Linked DNA regions of Mus musculus: region 2 is linked to region 1. A link is a contact called in public HiChIP or PLAC-seq data. All regions are on one chromosome and are shown on one strand. The core of a region is the stretch at or near the end of the contact, and the rest is flanking DNA. Distances in the headings are between cores, read along the strand shown. Region 1 holds the start of Cwf19l2 (CWF19-like 2, cell cycle control (S. pombe)). Region 2 overlaps Cwf19l2 (CWF19-like 2, cell cycle control (S. pombe)).

Region 1 (4,103 bases), core at 979-3,478:
AAAATAGCCAACAGTAGGAAGATAGAACCTGAAGAGATCATCTCCAGTAGATAGACATGGCCCCCATGGGAGGGATGGGGCCAACCCCTACCCCATCTAAAAAAATTTAACTCATAATTGTCCCTATCTAAAGGAAATGCCAGGACAAAAATGGAGCAGAGGCTGAAGAAAAGGCCATCCAGAGACCTCCCCACTGTGGGATCCATTCCATCCACAGACACCAACACACTCCCCACCCCCCTTACTATTGCTGAAGCCAAGATGTGTTTGCAGACAGGAGCCTGGTATAGCTCTGAGGGGCTTTGCCAGCACCTGACTAAGAGAGATGCAGATACTCACAGCTAACCATTGAACTGAGCCTGGGGATCCTAATGGAAGAGTTAGGGGTAAAGGAGCTGAAGAGGATTGCAACCCCATAGAAAGAATAACAGTATCAATTTAACCAGAGTTCCCAGGAACTAAACTACCAACCAAAGAGTCCATGGCTCCCCCTACATATGTAGCAGAGGATTATTGCCTCATCTGGCATCAATGGGAGGGGAGGTGCTTGGTGCTGTGGAGGCTTGATACCCTAGAGAAAGTGGATGCTAGAGGACTGAGACAGGAGTGGGTGGTGGAAGGGGAAGTACCCTCTTAGAGGCAAAAGGGAGGAGGAAGGGTGGAAGGATTTGTGAAGAGGAGACTGGGAAGGGGAATAACATTTGAAAGATAAACAAAATGATTAATAAAAGGAAGTTATTAATAGCTTTCCTTTGGGACTACCAATCTTCACTAAATTTGGGTACAAATCACACACAGTATTCAGTACAAGACTAACATATATCCTCTTTTCTCTCTGTCTCAAATAGGATTTGGAATCACTTTAACCTTCATTGTCACTGTGGCTAGTTCTTTAGACTTTCCCAAAAGTTATAAATCTGACCTTTTTCCATGCCTTCAAAATAGACAGTGCCAATACAATTGACTCAGAAAAGTTATCCTCTTAAAAAGAAAGAACCATATGGCTAATTTCTAGTCAGCAGTCAACAATAGTAATACAATGCAAGAAGTTTCTTCTGCTTTCTCATCCATCTGTCAAAATTCCTAAGCTGACTTTGGTCCTTATCAAACTGTATGTAGATTTGTCTAAAATTCTTCACAGCTGACAAAGAGTTTCTTCCAAAAACTGTTTGAAATATCAAACAGACAGTCATTATGATTATTCATTATATCTATTTTGAAATCAGCCAATATTCATGATGCTTTATCTGACCAAGACTAACTGCCCACCCATCCCCTTAAAATGTGACTGAAGGAAGGCATTACTCATTCTTCCTATTTATTTTCTACTCTCTATATGCATTTAAACTTATTTAAAATTCTTTTATCATAAAACAAAAAACCCAAAACATAGTCACGGAACATTCCGTTGTTCAACTACAAATTCATCTTTTTCACTGTCACAATTAATCAGGAATAACTGTCAATAACTGTTCAATAATTTACTTCTTCCGTTTTTATAAACTCCATACATTTCAATGTTAATGAGAATTCTGTTTCCAAAACCTGGGGTCGGGGAGCACATATTCTGAGTCTCTTATGCTAAAACAGTGTTTCAATCAGTAAAGGCTGGCCTAAGCCTGGAGTTGAAAGGAAAACGTGGAGGAAACACCAACGTATTCAAATGTGTCCTACTTCCAATAAGCCGGGGCAATGACTCATGCTTCGAATTAACTGGTAAGAAGAGTCCTCGGATGTGACACTGGACACAGAAACTGAGCAATCCAGGCGGCTGAAATATCAAGAGTGCTTAAAAACTAAGGAAACTGGAAGGAAACCAATCAATCTTTTTGCGGAGAGAAATAGCAAATGGAGCCGGTCCGAGCGTTTAGAAGACAACTGCATTGGAAAAAGACCAAAATCAGACAAGGTGAGATACCGAAGTAACGAGAGAAGTGAGTGGACTATCTCCCAGGATTCTCAAGTCCTACAACTTTTAAATAACATTCCGAAACCGTAAGATTTATAAAACGAAAGTATTTCAAGAACTAAATCTCGGAAAGCGATTACCTAGCATGCAGAAGCCCTTAGTACAACCCCAGTTTTAAAAAGGAAGAAAGAAAATTCTCCAAAGCCGGGATACCTGGCGTAACACCTCGGCCCTGGCATTACGGGTCTGTTCTTTTCGCTCTTCGATACTGCTAGCACTTTCAAATCTTACACTAAACGCCTCCATAGTTGTTGCCGTCGAAAAGCAAGGACGCCGTCGGGAAACCTCGGTTTACGACTGTCGTAATTTAGAAACCGAATCTGCATTTCAAAATAGTAGGGAAGGGGCGTTACTATGCCAACAGAGCAGGCGCAGTTCCGAATGTTTCGCCTGTGAAAGGTTCAGCGGAAACTTGTAGCCTGCTGGAGAGTTGATCTTTCAGATGTACTAGGTTCGCTAAGCGCTGAGTTAATATAAACATGCGTTATTATGAGCCCTGCGATATATTAACTCATTTCTCAATAGGACTCTTAAAACACTCCAGTAAGCTAGAAGTTACTTACTTCCCCCTTCTTGCCTGACTTCCTGTGACTGTGCATCAACCTGAAGGGAACCTGATCAGAAAGTCAGAACGTGGGGGGAAAAGGGAAAAACAAAAATTGCTCTTAAGAATCAGTATAGGGGCTGGAGAGATGACTCAGTGGTTAAGAGCACTGACTGCTCTTCCAGATGTCCTGAGTTCAATTCCCAGGAACCACGTGGTGGCTCACAACCCTCTGTAATGGGATTGAACGCCCTCTTCTGGTGTGTCTGAAAACAGTGACAATGTACTCATATAAGTAAAATAAGTAATTAAAAAAAAAAGTTCAGTATTTTTCTTTGATGGGTGTCTTGAAATATATTTAAAACTGGGGTAGAGAGATGGGTCAGTGATTTAGGTGCTAACTGTTCTTGCAAAGGACCTAAGGCCACATCCAGGAACTCACAGGGATCATCAAAACCATCTCTAGCTCCATTTCCAGGAGATCTCCCTCTTCTGGCCTCCACAGGCATTGCAACTACATGATGACATAACACTCATTAAATAAATAAATAAATAAATAAATAAATAATTCTTAATTATTTGGAGGTCAAGACTTGGTGTTGCACAAGCCTGGGTGCAGGAAGAGTCCTCATCACCCAGAAGAAAGATGCCTTGGTTGTGTGGTTATCTCTCATAAAGAAAAAACAGTGACCTCTGTTGTATTTATTGCATCTTGCATAATTAAGTCTCTGTATCAAAAGACTAGCCCCATCTGTGCTTCATTTGATTCGCCCACTAGGATAGAAACAGGAAAGTTGAAATAAGCCATTTCTATCTCCTTTTGCCCATATCAACTCAGCAAATTTAAGATGACAAACTTGAATGGTTACAACCCCTTTATTTGATTCATTATGTTTGTGAGGCAGCACTCCAGTTTGTGCATCTGAAGCAAGGATAACCAGCCAATTCAGAGTTGATAGGAAGGGCTAATATACCTGCCCACGCATTACCAAAGGCACTCAAAAAGACTTGCCATGAAATATTGAAGGCTAAACGCACTGATGATTTTCGAAAACCTTGCTTCTCCGTAGGGAGAGCTTTGAAATTTCTTTTGTTGTTGTTGTTGTTGTTGTTGTTGTTGTTGTTGTTGAGAAGCAATACTCATGAGTCCTTGTACCAAAAAGAGTCAAAAGAAATAAAAATATCAAGAAACTAATAACCAGATTTTGTTTCTTTCTCTCTTATCTTCTCATCCAAAGATACAATGGTGATGAGAGGACGGACTGATATTGTTATATCTAAGGTAGAGTAGACAGTCATACCCTGGCTAATAGTGAGGAGCAGACTGTATCCACATTCATTCTACAGGGCCTGCTCTGCTCCATCTGTGTAAAGAAAACCACAGGTAAGGCCTAAGCCCTGCTAGACACTAAAATGTCCTCTGTGAGGACAGTCTAGGTGCAGACATGCTGAAATCTGGCCTTCTAGTGAGTCTAGGAATGTGTCATGCATATCAGTTAGCCTTTCACTGTGCTTTTAAAAATTGTCTGAGGATGAAGAGATGGCTCAGTAAAAGTACTACTCATGTGGAGGTCCCACTTTGGGTTTCTG
Region 2 (4,123 bases), core at 1,142-3,641, 36 kb before region 1:
AAAAATGTACAGAGCATTTACATTTAAATTTAAAATAAACCCATGCTTAGAAGTGGGCTTACTATACTAGAACATAGAAAGATTCCTAGCTTTGCTACTCTGCCATATCTAAGTTAACACAAATTAGTATAATGGGCATATCACCATAAATACATGGTTGAGTGAGTAGTTCCTAACAAATCACTCCTGTTTCTCTTTAACTTGAGACAAATTGGTCTTCCACTCATAATCATTATTTAGGCTCTTTTTAAAACATTTGTAATTTATTGGTGTGATGCATCAGAGCATGTGTATAGAGATGAGAGGACAACTTGCAGTAATAAGTTCTCTTCCTTTCAGTATGTGGGTCACATAAACCTCAGGTCATCAGCTTTGGTGACAGGATTTTAGGTTTTCATTTTAAGAAAGTAATAAGCACTGTTGGACTGCACAAAGCTCAGTGATTAAAAGCATTTGCTGCTCTTACAGACGACAAGAGTTCAATTCCCAGCACATACTTCGGGTGGCTCACAACTACCTATACCCCCACATATCTTAGGGATCCAATACATTTTTCTGGCCTCCATGGGCATCCCAATGTAAATGAATATACACAGACCCATATACAGACATTAATAAAAATTTTTAAAGAATATTAAATTTTTACAAAAAGAAAATAAGCATTCCTAATAAGTTAAAATGGAAATAAAACAAAGACACCTTTAATTCCTACAACTATGTCCCAAAATAGAAAAGTGCTTTAAAATACCATTTTTTTTCATAGATTTCAGAAATCTAATAAAGGGGAGACAGCACATATATTTCTCTGTAAGAGGAACTGTAAGAGTAGTATTTCTAGAAATTCTCAAGAATTTCTTTAAGAAATTAAGAAACAGTAATTATCTTCAAAGCATGCCACAGACTAAATGACTGATTGTTCTAAATAATCTGTGATAATTAAACATTACACTCTTCTCCAAGTGAAAACACATGGGGTCTTACCATATTCCCCATCATTTCTGCCTTGATAATCTTGGCCCCCAACTTGTTCTTTTCATCAACATTTAAGATATAGGTGGACTCTGCCTCTGGACTGAAGGAGAAACAGGACAGGGGACAAGCATAAGTCATAAAGCAACCTCATGCATTAGCTTAACTCACTTCAGCAAAACATTCAGCACTAATAGTAGGTCACAGTTCTAACACAAAAAATTTAAAATCAGCATTCTAGGGTGAACTACACTTCAACATTCTGTTAAGAACTCAAAAAATGAAAAAAAAAAAAAAGAACTCAAAAAATGGTCAATATAATACTGTTACAATAATAACTGAAAAGAGTCCCGATAATTTTAAAATAAATATATAAATTATATATATTGCTATTATATGTTAATGTTTTATATTATATTAATAATATTATTATATACTAGTATTTAAAAATGGCATTTTTGAATATTCAACCAGTGTAGTAGTACACACCTCAGGAGACCAAATTTAGCAGCTGTCATGAGATAGAAGCCTGTTTGAACTACATGGTGAAGAGGCCAATCTGGGCCATATTTAGAGACCCTGTTGCAGAAATAAACAAACGGAATCTATACACACTATAAGAAAGAAATAAAACAGCCAGGCAGTGGTGGTGCACACCTTTAAACTTAGCATTTGGGAGGCAGAGGCAGGTGGATTTCTGAGTTTGAGTTCCAGGACAGCCAGGGCTACACAGAGAAACTCTGTCTCAAAAAAAACAAAAAAAAAAAAAAAAAGGAAACAAAAGCACTAATACCACACTACAATTTTCTAAACTTGAGAAATTCTGTATTCCATATGACAAGTTATTGATCATCTTAGAGCTATAATCTTGAGAATATTTAGTTGCAGTCCAAAAGTAAAAGCAACAATTGTGCATTCTCTTATAAAACTGGCCCACGATTAATTAAAAACCAAAGTAATTTTGCTACATCCACTCCAGTGAAGTCTGCGTGACAGGTTTAGAAACCTGGAAGCAGTCCAGAGGCAGTGTTTCATGGAAACTTAGCCTCCTTGAACCCTGGCATTCCCATAGCACGTACACCCAAAACCTGTCCCCATGTTAGTCTGGTGTATAGATCCGTGTGCTCTCTTTCAGTATTGTTTTATTATAAGTGCCTTTAGGGATTGATTTTGATATATAGCTAAGCCTTTGCCAGTGTTCCAATGTCCTAGGAAGTCCTTGAAGCCGGCCATGAGCTTGGAATTCAGGAAAAATGTTATCTACTCAGTAACACTCAAATTTACTTCTAGTAGAGACAGTGAAACTAATTAGGCATTACAAAGAACAGAGCTAGAAAAGCTCAGGGCTAGTCTGCATAGTAATTACTTAGGACAATAGGCGAGTCACTCCCATACACAAGAAAACACAATGGCCTAGGAAATAGGTGGGTTGTAGTATTACCCATGAAAGGGTTAGTAGAACTGAATTCCCCTGGATCAGGTTTTTCACTAGGCCCAGAGGAATAGCATAATCAGGTATTTACTAAAGGACCTCTGGTGGTGGGTTTAACAATAGACTAGCATTGTATCAGAGCATTCACCTGGCTCCTGTGTTTAGCTGATCTTAATTAAGGGTTGTTCCTATTCTCAGTTGTAAACAAGGCCTGGCTCCCACTATCTTTTTATGTATGCATTTTCTTTGTTTTGTGTTAAGAATCAGTGTACCTTGATGAATGTATTCGCCTAGCTTTCTTGTTTGTCTTCTGTATTATAAGACTGGTGCTGGCTTTGAGAAAATACATTCAGATACACACTCTCTCTGTGTCCATGTCTGTTTGTCACTCTTTTCATCGCCAACTCCATGCCCACCTGTCCGGAACCCTAATTTTCCACAGATTGAGAGAGGCCGACTGGGGCTGGTCTATGGCATAATTTAAAATTGAGATCATGTGCAAATCTCAGAAAAAGCCTCATGTAAGAAAAAATTTCAGCCAACAACAGATAACCTACTTAAGAGTCAAAGCTACAAAACACAAGGGGAGGGGGGGACCTTGCAAGAGCCAGAAGGAGTCTAAAGCAAAGAATAGTAACAGTCCTACAAATCCAAAGATCTTGGTACAGAGTGCTAAAGAAAAGAACGCATATGATGAGAGAGTCCCTCAGGGCTGCCCTGGAATATTCGTCAAGGCAATACTTATAAAAAGAAAAACAAATTTACAGTTAATTAAAGAAATGTTCTGAGGTATTCTGGTAATATTGTCTACACAATAATTTGTCCCGAGCCGGGCGTGGTGGCGCACGCCTTTAATCCCAGCACTCGGGAGGCAGAGGCAGGCAGATTTCTGAGTTCGAGGCCAGCCTGGTCTACAAAGTGAGTTCCAGGACAGCCAGGGCTATAAAGAGAAACCCTGTCTCGAAAAACAAACAAACAATCCCCCCCCCGCAAAACAAACAAACAAAAAAATTGTCCCATTAGCCATAAATCATAATTGCATAAGTAAGAAAATATTGGGTAAAATGCTTAGGAAATAATACCCCATACAGTAAAATACTGCTCAGAACCCAAATCAGAAATGTTAAAATTAAGTAATAAATGACTTTCAACATTTCAGAACAAAAAACAAAAATAAATACATGACACATTTGACTCAAAATGTTCTTATGAAACTGATCAATTCATACCATGATTCATATCAATAAACAATGGGGAGAAAATGCAGCACTCATCAAGTAAATATCATAACATCTAGCACCCAAATATCAGATATGCAAGTAAGTAGAAAAGTAATTAAGAGAAAACTCATAATCAAGAGAAAACCCTTATCAAAATCAAAAGCCATCAGAACTGACAGATAGAAAAAAACAATCATATTTAGTTATTAGTACAAATGCATCCCATATATTCATAAAGAAATAACAAAGATATTAAAAAGATATTTTAGTCTTATAGTCAGGCTTGGTGGTTCACATCTGTACACAGGAGGCTAGGAGGATAGAGTATTCAAGGACAGGGTGGCCTCTGTCAATACAAAACCTTGTCTCGAAAGGTACTTCTACTCAGGAAAACTACAACCCAGATATTAAAAAAACTGACACTGAGTAATATTTTTAAAAGATTGGATTACTAAAAAAACTGTAGTAAAAGGCAGGTATTACTTATGGACATTTTCAATTA

What was found. HiChIP or PLAC-seq counts read pairs in DNA pulled down with a chosen protein or histone mark.
Region 2: an H3K27ac HiChIP or PLAC-seq map of embryonic stem cells shows a contact between it and region 1, with 11 read pairs. The contact joins the enhancer-like site here to the promoter of Cwf19l2 in region 1. A contact is called at or near these places in 2 of 39 promoter capture datasets (liver and macrophages), 1 of 15 datasets of contacts at CTCF or cohesin (CD8 T cells), 2 of 484 Hi-C or Micro-C datasets (both in embryonic stem cells), 6 of 115 datasets of contacts at active chromatin or transcription factors (CD8 T cells, the SCID.adh cell line and embryonic stem cells) and 3 of 9 other capture datasets (adipose tissue, liver and pancreatic islet).

What each region holds. Positions count from the first base shown.
Region 1 is chr9:3,402,210-3,406,312 of GRCm38.p6, reverse strand. Cwf19l2 (CWF19-like 2, cell cycle control (S. pombe)) reads right to left here and starts at 2,228. Exons shown (of 18, transcript NM_027545.2): 1 at 2,123-2,228. The coding sequence starts at 2,215.
Region 2 is chr9:3,438,004-3,442,126 of GRCm38.p6, reverse strand. It overlaps Cwf19l2 (CWF19-like 2, cell cycle control (S. pombe)), which reads right to left. Exons shown (of 18, transcript NM_027545.2): 9 at 982-1,072. Among named protein-coding and RNA genes, the nearest start is that of Cwf19l2, 36 kb to the right of the region's middle. Within about 2 kb of position 2,391, at least 12 of the 459 cell types and tissues checked have an H3K27ac peak or open chromatin away from gene starts, as enhancers often do. A contact at or near this core is called in embryonic stem cells, where this site is marked.